Regions from separate parts of the Mus musculus genome. Here region 2 is linked to region 1. Evidence: chromatin contacts called from public promoter capture Hi-C data. All regions are on one chromosome and are shown on one strand. Each heading gives the region's core, a stretch centred on a gene start, on an enhancer-like site or on the middle of the called end of the contact. The rest is flanking DNA. Distances are from core to core; before and after follow the strand shown.

The links. Promoter capture Hi-C pulls out the DNA fragments that hold promoters and counts their contacts.
Region 2: a contact with region 1 is called in a promoter capture Hi-C map of trophoblast stem cells, with 3 times the contacts expected there. The contact joins the enhancer-like site here to the promoter of Ap3b2 in region 1. A contact is called at or near these places in 14 of 39 promoter capture datasets (the 3T3-L1 cell line, the C10 cell line, the HPC-7 cell line and 9 more), 4 of 115 datasets of contacts at active chromatin or transcription factors (SST interneurons, embryonic forebrain, embryonic stem cells and 1 more) and 1 of 9 other capture datasets (adipose tissue).

Annotation. Positions count from the first base shown.
Region 1 is chr7:81,489,518-81,496,637 of GRCm38.p6, reverse strand. It overlaps Ap3b2 (adaptor-related protein complex 3, beta 2 subunit), which reads left to right and starts at 2,713. Exons shown (of 26, transcript NM_021492.3): 1 at 2,713-3,130. The coding sequence starts at 3,018. It overlaps BC048679 (cDNA sequence BC048679), which reads left to right. Exons shown (of 6, transcript NM_001193274.1): 3 at 478-495; 4 at 858-1,059; 5 at 1,265-1,512; 6 at 2,260-2,364. The coding sequence ends at 2,292.
Region 2 is chr7:81,733,099-81,740,218 of GRCm38.p6, reverse strand. Gm42400 (a long non-coding RNA gene) reads right to left here. Exons shown (of 3, transcript XR_882263.2): 2 at 6,277-6,533; 3 at 2,585-2,769. Among named protein-coding and RNA genes, the nearest start is that of Gm42400, 5.2 kb to the right of the region's middle. Within about 2 kb of position 4,693, at least 8 of the 459 cell types and tissues checked have an H3K27ac peak or open chromatin away from gene starts, as enhancers often do. A contact at or near this core is called in trophoblast stem cells, where this site is marked.

The DNA.
Region 1 (7,120 bases), core at 1,464-3,963:
AGAACACAAAGATACCCAGAGCCCTGGGGTCATGGTCATGGTCATGGTCACTTGTTTCCATATCTTACCTTCACTCCCCTCCACTCCCCCCCCCCTGTTTCTGTCTCTCTGTCTCCGTCTCTCCCTCTCTCTCTCTCTGTCGATCTGCCCCCACCACCTCTGAAATCAAACCTTAGATATAACCCAGGCAGTGAAATCACCCTCTGTTCCCAGAAAAGACGAGGAACTAAACTGGATTTTTCAGTTCATTATAGAAAAAAAAATGCAATGGTATTTATTATATGAGACCCTGATGGTCATGTGGACACAGATTAGCAAGAGTTGATGTTCTTCAATTTCCTCCTGAAAATAAGAATATTCAACTGATCTGGAGAATTGTAGCAAGGAGCAAATGAATGCATGTTTGCTACTGAGGTTATTGGAATTGGGAGAGATTGGCCTTGGCCCAACCTCACTGCACTTTTCCTGTTTCTTCAGTCCCTCATCTCAACCCAGGTACCAGCTGACACCCAGAAGGCGGTGTTGCTTGCAGAAAAGGCAACATGGACGGTTGATGAGGAAGGAGACCGGCGCAGGGGGAGGGAGATTGAAAGGAATGGGAATAAGCGGGTAACTACGGGTGGAGAGGAGGTCCCAATTGCTGGACACCATGACGTCCCTAGCGGGTGGCTCAAGGCAGCGCATATCCGTGATATCCAGGCCTCTGGAGTCCCTCAAGGACAGGGAGGCAGGTGTGAGTCAGCAAAGACCTTTTGCCTAGGGCCCAGCCCCAAGCCAGGTCTACCCTCTGCGATGAGTGGGATGACCCAGCTGTGTGTGTGCACACACCTTGCAGTCTGCGACCTTTCTTCTCTTAGACCCTGGTAGGAGCATCCAGCACCATTCAGTTCTTCTTCTCTGAGGCACTCATGGGTCAGAACTTCCAGGAGGTGGAGTTAGAAAACTACGAGCCTCAGCCTGGAGACCTGTTCCTGTTCAAGTTGCAGACCCCTAAGGCACAGTGGTGCGGGGCCCACGTGGGTGTTTACTGCGGCCAAGGAGAGATCATACACTTTGAGGGTGAGCAAAAGAAATTTGGCCACTCGTGAGCAAGCTGTGCTGGGACGAAAATTAGGACGAAGGTGTAGGTCTCTGAAGATGGGGGAGAGAGGGTTGGGCAGCCAAGGGTGTGGGGCTTCAATTTGAGGAAATGCTAGGGCAGATTACTGAGTCGCACCAAAGCTAGCTCCGATTTGCTCTGATTTTGGGCCTGCTATCCCCACAGGCAGGACCTCCAACCAGAATGGAGTACAAACGTTTCTGGGTTACTGTGAGGGTGTCGTGTGTAAACAGGGGCACAGAGCTCTGCAGCGCTCCCGACAGCTCTGGCGTGTGCTACGCAGGCGCGGTGGCGTTGACCCTAGGGTGCTGGAGAGCCGCGTGCGAGAAGCTATGGACAACGATCCTCCTCCCTACCATCCCACTAGCAGCAACTGTGTGCACTTTGCACTGAACCTGTTGGGCATGGACTCAGTAAGTGCCTCTCTTCTACCTGCCCACATCCCATGCCAGCCCCAGTCTGCTAACAAAGGCACCTAACCAACTTGCTCCAGCATAATTCAGATGATTCCCCTCTCCACTACACCCAGACCAGGTTCCTTTCATCTTAAACTCTTTACTCTGGCAATCTAAAGTCCCCAGAATAGGTGTACCTATTTTTGAAGTTACACACTTTGAAACCCTTTAGCGCCAGGTAGACCTCAGGCTACTGTTCTTAGATCCTGAGCAGATATATTTACTGAACATGACCGATCTCCAACCCAGGGGCTGCTCCAACTCCATCCTTCTTTTTGCAGTAGAACTTTCTATTGATCCAAAGTCCGCCTTTCTCAGTTCCATCCTTTTCCAAACAGTCCACCAATTCTGATCTTAGAGAATTGGGACCCTAGTCTACAAATCTCGGTCCTTGGGAATACTTCCATTCTATGAGCCTGGCCAGGAGTTCCCAATCACTCAACCTCATGTCCAAAATCTAGACCAAAGATAAACAATTCACCATCAGCCTAGTCCAGGGTGTTCTCTCTAATCCAGAACTAGCTACAATCCTTCTTCTTGCTTTCCTTCCTTCCTTCCTTCCTTCCTTCCTTCCTTCCTTCCTTCCTTCCTCCCTTCCTTCCTTCCTTGGGTCTTAGGAGCTAAGCTTGATAAATCACAAAGTCCTGGAGACCTGGCAATTACACCAGACCCTAACTCAATCTGTTCGTCTTCTTTCCCTTCTAGATGTCAATGGACAGGAACCTAACCAGTGATTAATGTGACCTTGGGTCCTCCTGAATGGGCCAAAAGAGGTTTCAGAAGGGATCATTAAAGTATTTTCCCAAACGTAATTAGGATGTTGGAGGTTCTCTTTACTCCACCTAGAACTGATTTGCTCCCAGAATGCCCTTAGCACTTGCTTCCTGGGTCAGCCTCCTCTTAAATTCCACTTCTTCCAGGAAGTTGCTATGATTCCCAGTGAGTAAGCAGGTTATCCTCAGAGGGATTTAGACTGTGTGAAAAAGGATGGAAAGGTACCCACCCCTAAATCTCCAAGGTAGATGTTCCAACCCAGGCCTGCGAGTATGGCCTTCTTTCAGTGTCCCTCACGTCCCCCTCTCTCACTGCATGGGTGGGCGGGTCCGTGGAGGTCAGGTGATCGGGAGGGCGGAGGCAGGAGGTCCGCATCCCTCCAAAGACTATACAGTCATCAGCCCTGCAGCCTTGCTCACTGTGAGAGACCTTTAGATGCTTGCAGTTGCCAGAGAGTTCTGAGAGATTGGGACAGGGCAGGCGCTGTTCCTCCGTCCCCTGTCAGCTCACCCCAACCCTGCACTCCGCGGGTGGTGCCGGTCCCTTTAAGAACCTTAGCGCTCAGCCCTGATTGCTGAATCTGCGCGCTGCCTCCGCCGCGCAGATTGCAGCTCCGCAGAGCTAGGCGTGCATCCCATTCCTCGACCAAAGCCCAACCCGGCCGCTCAGCCACCCCTCAGCGCAGATCCATGTCGGCCGCTCCGGCCTACAGCGAAGACAAGGGCGGCTCAGCCGGTCCCGGGGAGCCAGAATATGGCCACGACCCGGCGAGCGGCGGTATCTTCTCCTCGGACTACAAGCGGTGAGCTAGCGAGCGCCGGCCGGGTGCGGCTGGCGCGCAGGCACCATGGACAGCGCCCGCGAGGCTGCGGCCCTGCCGACCCAGACCCGCCCTGCGCGCTTCCCGGGGTTCCCGCAGCAGGGCCACTTCGCCTTTAGCTACGAAGGGGCGGGGGACCCAAGGCTGGTGGGGGAGGGACCAGACAGGCGGGGTCCTTATGGAACAGCTGCGATGATGTTTGCAGCCTTTTATTCGCTGGCTCAAAGAGAAACCAAAACAAAACCCCCAAAACCAATTCCGTAGGGGACGGGTCTGAATTGGGGAACTGGAGTTTGAGTGTGGTCCACTCCAGGAAGCCGGCCCTGGATGTAGACTGAGAAACTGGCTCCTCCTGCAAATTAATTTCTCCATCTTTCCCCAACCCCCACATTGCCCTATGATTCAGCCCTACTTGGTTTGAATCTTACCTTTGACTCATTCATTTATTTGTTCATAAATTCAATAGCACATTAATTAAAGGCCTGTGGACCTGTTAGTCACGGAACGGAGTAGTGAACAGGAGCCAATAGATTGTTCCAACCGGGAGCACAATTGTAGCCCTGACAATTCAAGGGTCAGGAGTGGGAGTGCAAGACATGTTCCATTTCAGGGAGGAAGGTACTCTCGTGTTAGAAATGGGTCTGGGGTCTCAGGGAAATCACCACACAATCCAGAGCACAAGGCGCAAGCGAATGCACTTCTTCAGAAGGGTCACTCAACCAGGCAGGTTCACCGAGTGCGAGTCCCACTGGATTTTTATTACTAATGATCGGGTGACCCTGTTCCTTACCCTGCATGGTCAGTGCTAGGCCTCACATGCTCAAGCAGCTGCAAACAGCAACAAACCCTTAAAAGTCAGTCAACTGATATGCAAAGTGCAACTTTTGAGAACAGGATGCAGCTGTGAGCACATACTTTGATCTTAGACAAATGTTAGGCTGTGAGCCTGTCCAAAATTCATAGCCCCTGGGGCTGGCAGGCCTCTACTGGGAAGAGTACACCTGAGACAAAGGAATGGAGACTTTTCTAACGCTATATAACGTAATAAAAACTCCACTGGTATAAAAGATGTGCAGCTGGGTGTGATGGTGCTCGCCTTTAATCCCAATCTCAGAGGAAGGGGCATGAAGACTTCTTTAAGTTCAAGGCTAGCCTGGTCTACATAGCAAGTTCTAGGACAGCAAAGACTACAAACAAACAAACATTTCATTTGCAAGCCAGGGTTACAAATAAATAAGTAAGCAAATAAGCATATTTCATTTCTGTTTCCTACATCCCAGAGGACTAAGGGAAGCCACAGTGTAGGTTCTTCTGATGTTAGCATGCAGTGGCTAGAATCACGCAGCAGGTCACTAGAATGAATGAGGGCTCTAAGCAGGTGCTGCCACCAGATTTGCGTGTTGGAAGGATCTCATGCTGGACCGATGAGACCAGAAGTGATCTGGGTTGAGCAAGAGACAAGGGAAGGAGATATCAGAGTTGCCTGGCTGGGCACGGGATGGCTTTAAATCTAAGCTGCTTAAACTGTGGGTCCCCACTGGGTCTGTCAACTGAAGGCAGTATTCACAAAAGGTTTGGTAACATGACAGGATACCGAACACACAAAAATGAAAAATCAATGAAAATCAAACACACAATAGAACTCAGGTTTCTGACTTATGGCGCATACTGAGACTTTACTGCTGCTGAGTCTAACCACATAACATTTGCACTTCGAAACTGTGATTCCATCGTACCAAACACTGACAGACACTGCCTGACACACCTTGGTGCACACCAGAGATTATCCCTGGCGCTGTGAACTGCCTGCCGCATTTTCAATTGTACATACAAAATCGTCTACTCTTAGGGAAAAGTAATGGTCTAATTACAGAAATAAAGACTTTTAATATTGTCCTATCATCATTCCTCAGCGTGTATCAGATTAGTATATCTTTAGATTAGAATGTTTCACAAGCACCTTACTATACAAATTTGCTTTAGTCCTGAGTGATAAAATTATGTGTACTAGATAACTGGTTTTGGTAACTTTTTATTAATTTTATATGCACGTGTAAGTGTGCATATGTGTGTGAAGTGTACATGTATGGTGTATGTGCACATGTATGAGCGGTGGGCATGTCATCTGACTACAGGAGGATATCCTTTTCGGTCACTCTCTGCCTTGCTTCTTTGGTGAAGGGTCTCTCACTGAACTAATTTTTTGGTTTTTTTGAGACAGGGTTTCTTTGTGCAGCCCTGGCTGTCCTGGAACTCAATCTGTAGACCAGGCTGGCCTTGAACTCAGAGAGTTGCACCTGCCTCTGCCTCCCAAGTGCTGGGATGGGATCAAGGCATGCACCACCACCGCCAGACTTAAACACAAGTCTTTTCTTCAAATACTCTTAATTGCTGAGTCATTTCTCCAGCCCCCCAAATTGTTTTAAAATAAATTTCTTTTTTATTTATTGCCAGTAAACGCTTGATTTGTACACCTGTTTTATATACCTGTAAACATGGAGTCATGTAAAAAATTCTCAGATGCAGAGGTGCTAAGTAGAAAATGTTTAAGGTGTCCTGATCTAGACTAGGGGTGGCAAAGGGGACTTTAGGGCTTACTTTTCTATTGTTTGATCAAATATCTGGCAGAAGCAATTTAAGTGAGTGTTTATTTTGGCTCTTAGTTTGTCAGGAAACATGATAGTAAGAGTTTGAGGTAGCGGGCCCATGTCATCCTCAGTCATGAAGCCAAGAGGATGAGGCTTCATGTTTCTCTCTCTCTCCCTCTCTCTCTCTCCCTCTCTCTCTCTCTCTCTCTCTCTCGCTCTCTCTCTGAGTCTGCTGTAATTCTTTTTTTAAAAAAGAAAATTGATTATTTTTACTTTATGTGCATGGGTGATTTGCTTACATGCATGTCTGTGCACCTCATTGTGCCTGTGCCTGTAGAGACCGGAAGACGTGGTCTGATCCCCTGGAACTAGTTATAGGCAGTTGTGAGCTGCCATGTGGGTGCTGAGAATTGAACCAGGGTCCTCTGGAAGAGCAGCCAGAACTCAATGATTGAGCCGTCTCTAGAGCCCCCCACCTTCTCCTTTTTATTCAGTCAGGGTGCCTAGCTCATCGGATGCTGCTACCCACACTTGAGGTGGGTCTTCCCACTTCCACAGACCAACCTAACTACACCCTCACAGGCCAGCCTACAGGTTTGTTGTTGTTGTTGTTGTTTTTTTTAGATGATTCTGTATCCTACAAACTGACAGTCAAGACTAACTGCACAAACTGGCTTTGGAAGAACTGATGAGGGTCAAGAGGTTGGGCCAGAATGAGTGGAGGTGGGCGGTGTGTGTGTGTGTGTGTGTGTGTGTGTGTGTGTGTGTGTGTATGAGACTTCTAGGGAAGAGGAAAACACAGTTGTGATAACATTTAGGATTCATTATGGCTATGAGGTTTGGATTTAAAAAAAAAACAAATACAAAACAAAACAACAACAAACCTCTTCCCCTGAACTTCTTAACACCCCCGCCCCCTGCCCTGAGCCTGGAGTAGGCTCAGACCCTCTCCCTAGCCATCTCTACCTCCTGTGGCTTTGCTTCTGAGCACACAAGAGGAAACCGGATCCCCCGAGGATCCAGTGTCCAGTTACTGAATTTCAGGGCGGGGCCTCGTGGTGGCAGTGGGCAGTGACTAGCAGCCCCAGCTCAGTACTCCCCTGCAGCAGGACCTGATGCCCGATGCAGCGATTCCTGCAGCTCCCGGGGACTGTAGTAAGGCCAGGGTCCAGAGGGGCCGATCAGGAGGAGGCCTCCAGTCCTGTGCTGGGCCCTGAAGGTGGGCCCCCACCCTGGTACCAGGCCTTGAAGCCTGAGGAACTTCGGTGGCTGCAGGCTCCTGAGGAAGACACAACCCCAGAAACATTAATAGAAGAACCTTGTCCTGAGGTTGGCCAAGGCCAGACCCAGAGCCAGCCGCTAAGGTACAGAAGGACAATCCCAT
Region 2 (7,120 bases), core at 3,444-5,943, 240 kb before region 1:
TAGGAAATTAACAAAAGACAACACAATTACTAGAACTTTAAGCCTTATCTTTTTTTTTTTTTTAAAGTCTTATCTTGACTCGATGCAAAACAGACTAGCTCAGGTCCTGGGCTAGTCCAATTTTCAGATGCTGTAAGTGGCCGAAGACAATGAATCTTATTGTTGGAGCATCTTGTCTTTATTTCGTATATGAGGTTTCCTCCATTGAATGGATATCTTGGATAATTCATCCAAGGAAGATCACTTAACCCAGCTCTACAAAACCTATATCCTTTGCATGCAGATGGGAATATTAGTGGCAGATATCGAGGTCACCTTTCTGGATCAGCACCGCCAGGATGAGAACCCTGGTCAGATTTCACACAGCGCTTCTGGAGAGCTGCCGCTGACCTATTTTGCTTCTGCAGGTATAACGAGGCAGAAGCACACAACAACCATTTAAAGATAACACTAACGGCAAGGAGCTCGTATAACGCATTCAAGGCTACATGCAGTGAAGGGGACATGGATCAGGCTTACGGTACTTCAAGAGCTTTCTGCTCCCTTTGATTTCTCAGCTCAAAAATCTTAAACCACATCAAACAACTCGTTATTCCTTATGCGACAGGATAGGAAGACGGGAAAAGGTTAATAGGACACAGAAAAAGGAAAGGACTCCCCGTAATCCCCTTCAGTCTGACTTATCTCTTGCTGACTGGAGACTGCCTTTCTCAGAAGCTGAATACAGGCGTGAGGTTGTTTTTCTGAAGATACCACAAACAAGACTTTTAAGATAACTAATATAAACCATGCTTAGGAGAAAAGTATACATCTTCATGTCTCCGAATGACCTCTGTATAGCAAAAATTACTTTGTTTCTTTTTTTTGTATAATTTTACACGTGGCTTTTACCTTTGTCACATTTCTTTCTCATATGTAAGTCTGCTCGGTGCTATCATAAATCAGCCTGCAATTTCATTTATAAAAAATTCCTGTGATAAGGAATGAATAGGTGAACACATTCTTCTCTCTTTCCTCAAACTTAGTTACATATTAATCCTTTAAACAATGTGACTCCCAGAGCTCCCAGTTCCTGGGATAGCTGCTGCTGAAGCCTGTAGCTGTTCCTTTCTTCCCTAACACCTGTGGCTCTCTCCAAGTCCGTCTGTCCTCTCCTCATCAGTACACTCACTATCTGCTTCATTCACAGCCAACTGTAAATTTGTTTCTGTAGCAGGCAGCATTTGATCGCGAAGCCCGGCTGCACTGAGAAGTGACCCCAAGGCTCCCTCCACAGCAGTGTTGAACTTTGTTTCCTTGCTGCCTGTGACACCTGCACTATACGTAGTCATTGTGCATCTTAACATCATCCCTGCTGTTGGTACCATCTCATCTCCATGTGTTGATGTCTTACAGTGTTACTCCTCACCATGAAAATTCTGATTTTCTTTAGGCTCAACGATTCTGTCCTCTGTGCCTTCAAAATATCACTCAAATCCCAAATAACACCTCAAGACTACAGCAGCAGAGACTCTGTTACCATAGTCCACTTGTATGGCAGGGACTGGAGGCAGGGACTCTGCTTGGGTAGCCCTCCTGCCAAAGGGCAAAGCCACAAGCTGCTTCTTCCATCACACTGGTTGCATTGAAAATAAATCCCCTGAAGATACATCTTGCAGGCAGAACTCAATCATATTGCTAGTCCATAGTGAAATGGGAACTAAGCGGACTTGTTCCCTTATTGGACAGGCAGGAGTCATAAGGCATCAATTTCTTTTTTTTTAATTAAGTATTTTCTTCATTTACATTTCCAGTGCTATCCCAAAAGTCCCCCAAACCCTCCCCCACCCACTCCCACTTCTTGGCCCTGGTGTTCCCCTATACTGAGGCATATAAAGTTTGCACGACTAATGGGCCTCTCTTTCCACTGATGGCCGACTAGGCCATCTTCTGATACATATGCAGCTAGAGACACAAGCGCCGGACACATGCTCCACTATGTTCATAGCAGCCTTATTTATAATAGCCAGAAGCTGGAAAGAACCCAGATGCCCCTCAACAGAAGAATGGATACAGAAAATGTGGTACATGTACACAATGGAGTACTACTCAGCTATTAAAAAGAATGAATTTAATGAAATTCCTAGGCATCAATTTCTCTAAATAGAAGAGGGGCATTTACAAGGTACTTGGTGCCTTTCTCTCAACACAAGTCCTTTCGAGAGTGACACTTTTGGGTGTGGGATGATGGAGCACACCTTTAATCTCAGCATTCAAGAGGCAGAGGCAGGTTGATCTCTGAGTTCAAGGTCAACATAGTAAGTTCCAGAATGGTCCAGGCTCAGTAGAGAGACCCTGATAGATGGATGGATGGATGGATGGATGGATAGATAGATAGATAGATAGATAGATAGATAGATAGATAGATAGATAAAAGAGTGACAATGTCTTCAAACCCTGTGTAGTGCTCTCTGACACACTGCTGTAAGTAGAGCCAGACAAGGTAGCCTGGAAGCTCAAGAACTTTCTTTTCTTTCTTTCCTTAAAAACCTATTATTTCTTTGTCAGTCATATGTGGGCACATACCTGCATCATAGAGTTCGTGTAAAGGTCAGAGAACTTGCAGGAACTGGTTCTCCCCTTTCACCATGTGGATCCTAGGGATCAAACTCAGTCAGACAGCAACATGTTTCTGTCCTCTGGGTTTCCTTAAAAGCATCCAGCTTCTGGATTATTATTCAAAATGCTTCACTGTGGGCTTCAAGCAGATGCCGCAGATGCATGTGTCCCCTGCAGAGAAGGACATGGTGGAGGTTTGCAGGAACATCATGATGTGTGAGACCACTCCAGGCTTTGTGTAAACCACTAACATTCCACTTAACCACTTAACACTATTCCATCTGTTAAGGTACCAATTATTGGCTGTTCTGTTGCTGTCATCCATGTGAAGTCGCTGCTAGCCCAGCCTATAGGCATCTCCACCATTCAGGTCTGCATTGTTGGAGTACTGAGTGTGTACACTGGTGAGGACTGGAGACAGTAGAAGCCAGGGAAACCACACTGATGAGCATGCAGAGATCTCCCCTGTCTTTGGGATGATCATCCCAAGTGTTTGACAGTGATAACATCACCAGCCCTGCCACTCCGCATCACAGAGGAATCTGCATTTTTTTTTTTAATTTTATTTTGTTTCCAGGACCGTGCTCACAATCTTGCCAGTTTATTTTTTGTCATGCACAAGGTTGTATCAGTGCCCTGTTATATCATCAGCCAGGATAAGCAAGTCCTGGCTTTGTAGAGAACAAGTATACCTTCCCACTTGCTGGACCAGGCAAGGCCTTCTCGGTGGGTACATGTACATTTATTCGCAGCTGCTGCCTGGATAGCCATGGTCTGCAGCATCCTTCTTTGTGTGTGTGTCTGCTTCTCTTACATGTGTGGCTGGCTAGTTCTTGTCATATGTGTAAGTGTCTCCATCCTACCTACCTCCTCGTTAAATGTGTGTGGTACTTAGAAGGGACCCAGAGAATATGCAGAACCCATGAGACTTATCTAGAACTTTCTCTCAACTGTTCCTTCTCTCACATAATGTTCTATCCTCTGGGCAATTCTCCATAATCTTTTCAGTGAAGTAATAACTGTAGTCTGAATTTTAGAGACGTTCTCTGAAAACTCACAAATGGTATGTGCAAATCAAGGTGCTTATCTGTCTGGGCATCTCTCTCTCTCTCTCTCTTTCTTTCTTTCTTTTTATTTTTTTTTTATTTATTTTTTTATTTTTTGAGACAGGGTTTCTCTGTATAGTCCTGGCTGTCCTGGAATTCACTTTGTACTTTGTAGACCAGGCTAGCCTCGAACTCAGAAATCTGCCTGCTTCTGCCTCCTGAGTGCTGGGATTAAAGGCGTGCGCCACCACGCCCGACCATCTTCTCTCTTTTATGAAGAGTTAAGTCCCTTGGGTCTTTTTAAAATTTTTATTTTGTTTATGTATGGGTGTTGTGTTGTGTTGTCTAGTTTTATATCAACTTGACACAAGTTAGGGTCATTTGGGAGGAAGGAATCATAATTGAGAAAATGTCACCATAGGATTGGCCAGTGCTCTTAACCATTGTACTCTCCAGCCCTTTTGGGTCTGAACTCCGGGGTCTTGGTACACTTACTATTTTGGTGACAGGTGGCTTGTTCTTATGTGAATCTAGCCTTGCCTAGTAAAGAAAGCACTCACATACACAAAATCCCCCATCTTAGCAGAGAGGTCTTTAAAGCTCAAGGATTGTGGGTGGGAGCTTGTGTGTACAGGGCCAAAGGTCACCTGGTAAGAAGGCACGAGGCTTGCATTACTTCTCCCTCTGAGGATCACTGGGTCACTAGGCTACCGGGCCACGGGGCCTGTCTTCTCATCCACTTCTTGTCTTGCAGCATTCATTCACCATGGTTCATCAGGCTGTTCCTTCAGCCCTACCTCATTGCATGCCTTCCAGGCTCTGGCTGTGGCTGTGTTGTTTGGTCAGCACCCCCCCCCCCAGGTTCATCTACAGGCTGTTGCTGCTGTTCCTCAGCCCCTCTTCTGTCTCATACTCTTCCCCCTACCTGCTTCCATCTCGGACTGGCTCAGGTTTCTTCAGGAGTGCGCAGGATTGAGACCCTGCTCTCAGCCCTGTGCACTCCTTTAACGAGCCCCCTGAGGGAGCCTTTACAAACAGTACTTCACCCTGCAGTACACATTTCCCCACATTCTGACTCACCAGCCAGGCCTCTGTCCTTAGGCACTCCACGGACACCACTCTGGCAAAGTTCACCAGGGCTGAATTTGAGACTGTCTGTCTCCGGTTTCCTTCCTACCTGGTCAACATTTGATGCTTCCATTTCCTTCCTCCTCTAACCATTCTTCTCTTACTGTTTCTTGTGAGTCTCCTCTGCTCTGGTCGCTGTTTCTATTGTTCTGTGTTGTGATGTGAACTATTGATCTTTCCTATGGTATCTTATGAGGCCACAGGAGGCACAGCAAGGCTAAAGAAAACAAAGATTATGATATTCATAGGTGCTAGTGACCCCACTCAGGACCAAGGAGGCAGAAGACAGATAGGATTAGTGTGCCCATCAAAGAGAGGCTTCTAACCAAACCCTTTAATCTTAAAAATTGGCTATCCATGAGTGAGAAAGACCTTTGGTCTCGCCCAAGTCAGAAGAGTTTATTATTTGTTGTTTTGTTTTGTTTTTTTAGGATGTGATGCTTGGGCTGGGGATGTAATTTGGTTGATACAAGGTTTGCATGTGAGGTCTGTGAGGTGCTGGGTTCAGTATCCTGTACTACATGAAACCAGGCATGGTACATGCCTGCAATGAACACTTGAGGAGTGGAAGCTGAAGGATCAGAAATGCGGGATCAGAAGCTCAGAGCCATTCTCAACCTCCTAGTGAGAATGAGGCCAAATGAGGCTGGCATGAACTGCACAAAACCTTATCTCAAAAAGTTAATATATGTATGTATGTATGTATGTATGTATGTATGTATGTATGTATGATATAGACATAGATTCACACACACATATATGTGTGTATATATGTGTGTATACATACACACACACACACACACACACACACACACACACATATATATATATATGATTAATCTCAATTGTCCTCTTGACAAGATTCAGAATTGTTTATGAAACCCACTTCTGGATATGGTTGTGAGGGTGTTTCCAAGGAGGTTTGACTGTTTTGGGAGTTCCATCCCATACCTGGGGTCATAGACTGAATAAATAAGTAAGAGAGGGAAATTGAGTATCCGTATTCATTGCTTTCAGCTCCTTGATTGTAGACACTATGGGGTCACACTCCCTCCACCATGCCTTTCCCTGCTGTGAAGGACAATACTAACAAACTGTGAACCCAAATCAACCATTCCTTCTTAAAGTTACCTTTGTCAAGTGTATTTTTCTATAGCAATGAGAAAAGTAATAAATGTACATTTATCATTATAATATTCATAATTAATCATTTGTACACAACACACCTCTCTAGGTTCTTGGATGAGTCTATTCCTTTGTTTGTCCCTTGTTGAGTGACTTTACTGGACTCACCTCAGATAGAAAGGTCAAACGATGGCAGAGGAACAGTTTCATCCTTCTAGCTTGGTGAACCAATGAATTGACATTGGTTCTTTACAGGAAAGCATGAGTGGGTGGTGACTGACCAGACCATGGGCAACCTATGGGTAGCCACACCACCAAAGAGGTTTCCCTTCCTCCACGAGATTGTTACCTTCTTATATATCTCAAATATGTGCCTCACCCCTAACTTCCATGCTGGTAGTGGGCGTGGTCTTGAGGGTCTTCTGTTCTCACTGCTGCTCTGAATCACGATGGCAATGATCACATCCAGCCTCAGAGAAAGAGCCACACAGCATCCTTAAATGCCGGTGTCCCTAAGTGGCTTCAGCGTTCGTCTCTGTGCAGATGACTCAGTGATGGCTATCTCCAGTCATCCATTGCATCTAGGCTCCAGACTCATGTGTACTAGAAATTTCCATCTGGATCTCCAGCAGGCAACTGCAAGATATATCTAAATGAGCATTCCTCTTTCTTCAGGAACCTGTTTATCAGCTTCTGTTCCAGTTTGGAAGGAATTCTTCCTTCCAGTTACCAATACCGGGAGCCCAATAGGCTTCCCAATCCTTCCCCTTTTCTTCCCCCACACACCTAGTTCCTCTCCACGTGCCTTATTGCTCTATTTCTCTTCTTTGTGTCCCTGTTTATTCTGGCCCTCATCATTCCATACAGTAGTGATAATAACTGACTCCTGTATTCACCCTTGCTTCCTCCAGACCCTCCTCTATAGTGTACAGATGTTCTTACTTTATTATTATGGAATATACGGACTTGATAATAATACAGCTGTTCCATCTATATCTACCAGCTAGCTCAGAGTAGGATTGCTCTAAAACAAAACATTGATTACATTCACACCATGATCTTTCCTTTTAGTGACTTCTTCCCTCACTCCAGGGCAGAAGTCAAAAGTAGGGCTTCACATATGCTAGACAAATATTCTACCAACTGAGATACACCTCTAGCTCCTTTTGACAGATAATTGCTTCTAGGATATAGTTACAGCTCCTTAAAGCATAATGCACAAC